Regions from separate parts of the Zea mays genome. Here region 2 is linked to region 1. The links are chromatin contacts, called in public Hi-C maps. All regions are on one chromosome and are shown on one strand. The core of a region is the stretch at or near the end of the contact, and the rest is flanking DNA. Distances in the headings are between cores, read along the strand shown.

What was found. Hi-C and Micro-C count contacts between places; a contact is called where the count stands out from the background.
Region 2: a Hi-C map of ear shows a contact between it and region 1, with 1.8 times the contacts expected there. The contact joins the promoter of LOC100381458 here to the promoter of LOC100192537 in region 1. A contact is called at or near these places in 2 of 25 Hi-C or Micro-C datasets (ear and leaf).

What each region holds. Positions count from the first base shown.
Region 1 is chr2:91,261,162-91,264,108 of Zm-B73-REFERENCE-NAM-5.0, reverse strand. LOC100192537 (UPF0497 membrane protein 7) reads right to left here and starts at 1,269. Exons shown (of 2, transcript NM_001137756.1): 1 at 820-1,269. The coding sequence starts at 1,182.
Region 2 is chr2:91,773,824-91,776,914 of Zm-B73-REFERENCE-NAM-5.0, reverse strand. It overlaps LOC100381458, which reads right to left and starts at 1,264. Exons shown (of 10, transcript NM_001174294.1): 1 at 922-1,264; 2 at 248-480; 3 at 1-151. The coding sequence starts at 436.

The DNA of each region.
Region 1 (2,947 bases), core at 20-2,519:
CACTGTTTAATAAGCCTCAACCAATTTAAATCATGTACTAAGTCATACTTATTCTATGAAAACTAAAAAATTTGACCATAGCACAAATATGCAAGTATGCAGCACGTGGCCTACCACACAAACTTTTTTCACAATTAGATCACTAGAACTACCAAATATAAATAAACATTTAAAAGCATAGATATACCTCTATAACAAAAACTATAAACTAAACCACCATATATTATAATTATACTAAACCACCATATATTATAACTATACTATATAAATGTATCTTCATAATCTAGCTCAGAAGAGTTCAGAAGAACTATTTAAGATATGTATTATGTAATTTTTCATAAATCATGTAACTTTATGAATTATGTATACTATATAGATCGACATATTATAATTGCTTTATATGAGTTATGTAATTTTTTTAATTGCTGAAACACTGAAGCAAGAAAAAAAATGGATGTAGAAATAAAACAAATCCAACGCATAAGCTGCCATACAGTCTCTGCCAGAGCTAATTTCTTTCCATGTGTTAATTTGTTTCTTCAGTCACGAGTTTCGCATGAGTTTTGTAGAACGAACAGATCCTCCAACATCATCAAAGTAATCCAGCCTTGATTATTGTAGGAGTAGGTCACAACAACAAAAATATAACGAACACATGAAGAATAAACTTTTGTACCGTCATATTACTCGTAAAATTCGTCACGTGATGTTGGCAGAAAAAGAAAAAAAAAAGATTCTTTGGAGCATTCTCAACTTGCTACTAGAACCGTGTGAAAAAGTGTGAGTAGAGCAGAGCAGAGACGGGAGGCAAGAACCGACCTGGTCGAGGAGGAAGACGAGCCAGGAGCGCGACACGGTGGCAGGCCTCGGCACGGCAGTGTAGAACGCGGATACCAGCGAGTAGGCAGCGCAGAGGCCGTTGGCGTAGACGAGGTACTTGAAGCCTCCCAGGTCGGAGTAGGCGACGGCGCCGTACTCGTTGCTCTGCTGGTTACGGAGCATGACGGTCATGGCGGCCACGCAGAGCCCCAGCGGTGCCGCGCGAAGCAGCGTCTCCACGGGCCGCACCCGCGCCGCCGCGGCCTCCCCTGCTGCCAGCTGCTGCTGCTGCGCCGCGTCCGCCGCCCCGGCTCCTCCGAGTCCGCCCACTGCCGCCGCCTTCTCCTCCGCCATCTTGGACATCTTTGTATTGTCTTCTGCTTTTTCTCTCCAGGAAGAAGACGAGGTACTTGCAGACAGGGCAGACAGCCAAGTTCTCCCGGCTCTCTCTGGAGAACTAGCAGGAAGGCAGGGGTGATACAGTGCATTTATGGGGAGGGGTGAGGTGAGGTAGTTGGAGCGCAGTGGGAGACTTGAATGCGCGGAGTTAATGTCGCGCGCGGTAGCAGTGCCGTATGGGGGCGATGGATGGATTGATTCCGTTGATCCCTATGCAGCCCCGGCTATTGGTGGCACAGCGCCCGGCCACGCCGTGCGTGCGTCGCGTCTAGCCGTCGGCATTAATCCGCGGCCGCGTGTAGCGCATGCCCGCGACGTGCGCGGCTGTGATGTGTCGCGTGGTCGCCTCGGGACGCCTGGGCCTGCTGGGAAACGGCCATTCTGTGTAGTAACTTGTGCTCGTTGCATCTGTGTATTTCCAAATTTGCACCGTTCTCTACACACAAAAAACAAGCCGTTCTAGACATAATTAAGAATACCATGGAGTAACTAATTATGGTATAATTTCTCCTGTTTTCCCTAATAAACACATTTTCGAACTTCTACCATTCAACGCACGCTTCCAACCAGACTGGCTGTTGGATCTTTTATGGATTTGGCTTATTTATTGAATAAACTCTATGGTGTGTAATGGTGGAGAATACCAATAGTACCACATTGGAAGGCCAAGAGTCTTTTGCCTTGACTTATATGGTGGGATTTATTGCATTTAACTTGAGAAGTCAAGAAATGGACAAGGGCGTGCCACACGCGCGCGCGCGCCGCCGCCGCGGCCGGCCGGCCGGGCGTGGCAGGCAGGCGAGCGGGCGCGGGCGTGGTGTGGTTGTGTTAATTTTTAGCACTCACTAACCGCGTACGTCAACCGAGTGACTCTGTCTCTTCGTCTGCCGAGTGACCCTGTCTCTTCGCCAGCCAGCCGAGTGACCCTTCTCCTTCAGCTGCCGACTCATGGCGTGACTCGGCGAGAGCTGGCCGACTCATGGCATAACTCGGCTAGAGCTGGCCGACTCTTGGCGTGACTCGGCGACCTTTCTCCTAGAGCTGGCCGACTCTCGGCGTGACTCGGCGACCTTTCTCCTTCAGCTTCCCTCTGCGAGAGGTTAAATAGAGGAGCACCCCTGTCACTCGGTACACGCGAGAAACACTTTTAGAATCACAGTTCAGCCGCCGAGTGAGGGTATTTCCATCTCGTGGCTCTGCGCGCACAGAGAGGCGAGAGGGCAGGTGCCTCCGAAGCCAGTGCCGTTCGAGACCTTGCACGGGGGATCGACAATTAGGTTTTTGGGGAGCGTCTACGCGACTGTCCAAAACATCTTCAACATGACAAAGGAAGCTGGCCAAGGATCTGGATCATCAGAGCGCATAGGAGGGTATGATCAGTTTATTTACTTACTGTTTTGTGTTCTGGAGATTATATATGTTTCATATTTTCATCTATGCTGTTTCATATTTACGAATGATTTTATCTTATCTGTTCTGTCTTATTATAATATGATAGATCTGTCTGTTTTAATTTTACAGTCATGCTATTTATGTTTCTATTTGTTTACTTTCATTTGTTCAGTCAGTATACATGTTTATCGTATTTATATGATTTATATAATTCACATGCTCTATGTTCTCTTGATTCATACTGGTATGGATCAATTTGAGATCATAATTTCTATGGTTAATTATTTGTTATATGTCATCATCATAATGTTGATTTATGGAATTAAAATAATACGGA
Region 2 (3,091 bases), core at 15-2,514, 510 kb before region 1:
TTCGTGTTAGACTTGTGTCAGGCTGAGCAATGCTTTTCTTTGACCTTGTATTTCTAGTAGTATGTTGCTCTGCATAAACTCTCTTAGTTCGAGGCTTGATTCCACCAGGAGCCATGTGAATAGTTCTTCTGTTAGTGTCCTTTGAGCCCTTCTAGAAATGGAGGCATGAATCAATCAATAAAGTAGATGGACATATTTGAATAGCAAGTAAACAAATGCATCCCTAATAAGAAAGAGGAACCATCACCTTATTATGATCATCATGGTCAAACAAATCCCCTTCAATAGAATCGTCATGTGAAGGATCATACTCAGATTCAGAATCTTCATTATCCCTGTTATTTGGCTTTTTGTTCCTAGAGATGGAATTTATGTTCCCACACATGCTGACTAAAGCAGGAATTCCAAGTTGTTGCAACCTCGAATTGTTCCTCATACATTGTCTAAGGCGCTCCTCTTCATAGGGATGCAATGGTGGATCTAAGATGAGAGAAAACAAGAACAACATAATGATAAGGACACATATATGATGCATTAGATAAACAGGATTTCTTCAGAATCTTTTAAATGACAAAATTTAAAAAGAAAACATTAGCCTAGATAAACAGACCCCCAAGTGTTTAGTCATGTCAAGAAGTTTATGTACACAAACGAACTTAACAAGTCTATTTATCTAGCCGGCAGTTGGGCTGACTTTGTATTTTAATCGACTTTTCTATTTTTCTATCATAACGGGAAATATATTGTCGTCACTGCTTCTTAAAACTTCCAATATCTACAACAAACCGTACTTTAGTGTCAATGATGATAACTGTATAGGTAGCAATGAAGTTTTCCATAATGGTGTGTTGCGTGTTGTGAAACCCAATTAAATACTCCGATCGATGGAGTTAAGAGTGAGAGATGAGTTGAGTGATATACCTACTACCCGATGTCATTGTGATTTGTTTGCTCCACCCTTCGTCGGCATCATGCCAAGTTGTTCAGGGCGCCGGACAGTAGTGGTCCTTCGAGCCAGCTAGGGTTTCGTAAGATGGCCGTGCTTGCAGAAGATGCACTCGACTCGACATGGCTCGATGGTGGGGGAGGGATCTTGTCTGATGATGGCTGCCGGAGAGGGAGTAGGAGGGAGAGATGTGGCTGATGGGTGGCGGCAGGAGAGGGATGGGGAATTTGGCTAGTGGGTGGCGGCGGGTGAGCTAGGAAGCTTGGGCGATGGGCACTTGGGCTGATATTTTGCGTGGGCGGATTTGCCGTCGTCCTGGCGGCGGAGGCAGAGAATTGGGGACGAATCCAATCTAGGCGGTTTTGTTAAGTGTGCAGAATAGAATGTAAAATTTTATATACAAAATGATATAACATATGACTGGTAGCAAAGTCGCATGAGTAGCCTAGTTGTAAGTCTGGCGGGTTCCTTGTAGGAGGTCTCAGGTTCGAATCCCTTGGTGACGATTCTCTTTTGCTGGATTCTTTTTTTTCCTGGTTTAATACCTTTGCAATTCATACCTGACACATGGGCCCAATCTGCAATGAGCTAATAAGGTGGCTGACTAATGGCATTTTTTTGCTTGGTTGTACCATGACGGTTTTTATTTTGTCATAGTGGCATCATGTACCATGGGATAAATTGTTACGTTTCATATCTAATGATCTGTGACGATTTTGAGTGAACGTCACCATACTTTGGGCTAGGAAATTTGGGCTTGTGGGTCTATGACGAAAAATATATGATTGTCACAAATGGTAGCATATTAGTGACGTTTTTTATAAACGTCAAGAGAAATCCGTCATAGATTACATGATTTGTTGTAGTGGTATGATCTTAAAGATATATAAATATGAATAAAATAGAGGGTTTATCCTTTATAGTTCGTTTTTCATTTACTGAATATAAATACTTTCATCCTGTCACAAATTGTCACCTACAAATAACCTTTGAAGAAAGGTTGTTTGAAGGTGAAATCAAACACTCATCATTACTTTCATCCAAGGACCATTATCTCTGAGGAAGATAATGCCCCAAGGATGAAGGCCCTTAATATTTAACATTGTGTTGCATTGTTTTTAATTCACAACAATTAAAAACAAGTGACCAACAACTCCCATTATCAAGATGAATACAATCAATTCTTAACCTGACATGAGTGCTAGAAAAATCACTCGGCTTCTACCAAGATCCTCTATTAGCATAGCAGCTACTCGACCGCATACTAGTTTTTATCTCATAATGATCCTGAGTTCATTATCTAGAGTTTTAAGCAACTCCTATACTTAATTGCACAATACAAGCCTACAAACATTAAGTGCAGTAAAATAGCATATATAACAGTTATGCATAATATCGGGCTTTCCTTCAAATTTTGCGGCTGTAGGGAGATCCTCTGTGGCATGTTCAGGAGCTGGCTCCTGGACTTCTTCCCGGGCAACTCCTTGCTCCGGGATGAGGACATACTCTCCGTTAGTGAGGTTGCAATCTAATGAATGCAATGTATAATATACATGTATACTATGATATGCAAAAATGATAATTATGATGCTAGGTTGAGTATCACTAAGTCACTCAGTAAGGTTAGGGTTTTCTTCTTATTAATTAAGTCCTTCAGCAGTGTGGACCTAGTGGTCTAGATTAAAGGTTGACCAAAGGAATAAAGGGTGGTTTGAGACTTAACTAACCTCCTAAGAATTTAGTGAAGGCTTAGTTAGGTTTTTGTTTAAGTTACCTAATGAACATTGGTTAGCCCTTAATTCTGCTTTTAAGGGTGATTTCAGCTACAACTGCTATTTAGAAAATTCCAATAATTATGTAAAACTTATAGTGGATTATCACTGGCCAAACTAGGTTGTCCTAAAAATTTGAGATAAAAACTAATTAGAATCTGTGCTAGAAAAAAATAACAAAAACTAGGGCAAAAGGGCATATTGAACTACACCTCCTATTTAAAAGTGGCTACTGCCCTAATGGGTATTTTTCCTGGTATTTAGATGTGACAACCTGGTATATTTTCTTAATAAACTAGGACTTTTTATATTATTCTTTGGAGCTACACTTTCAAGTATGCTAAGAATAATAAGGTTGCTTGTTGTTTCACAT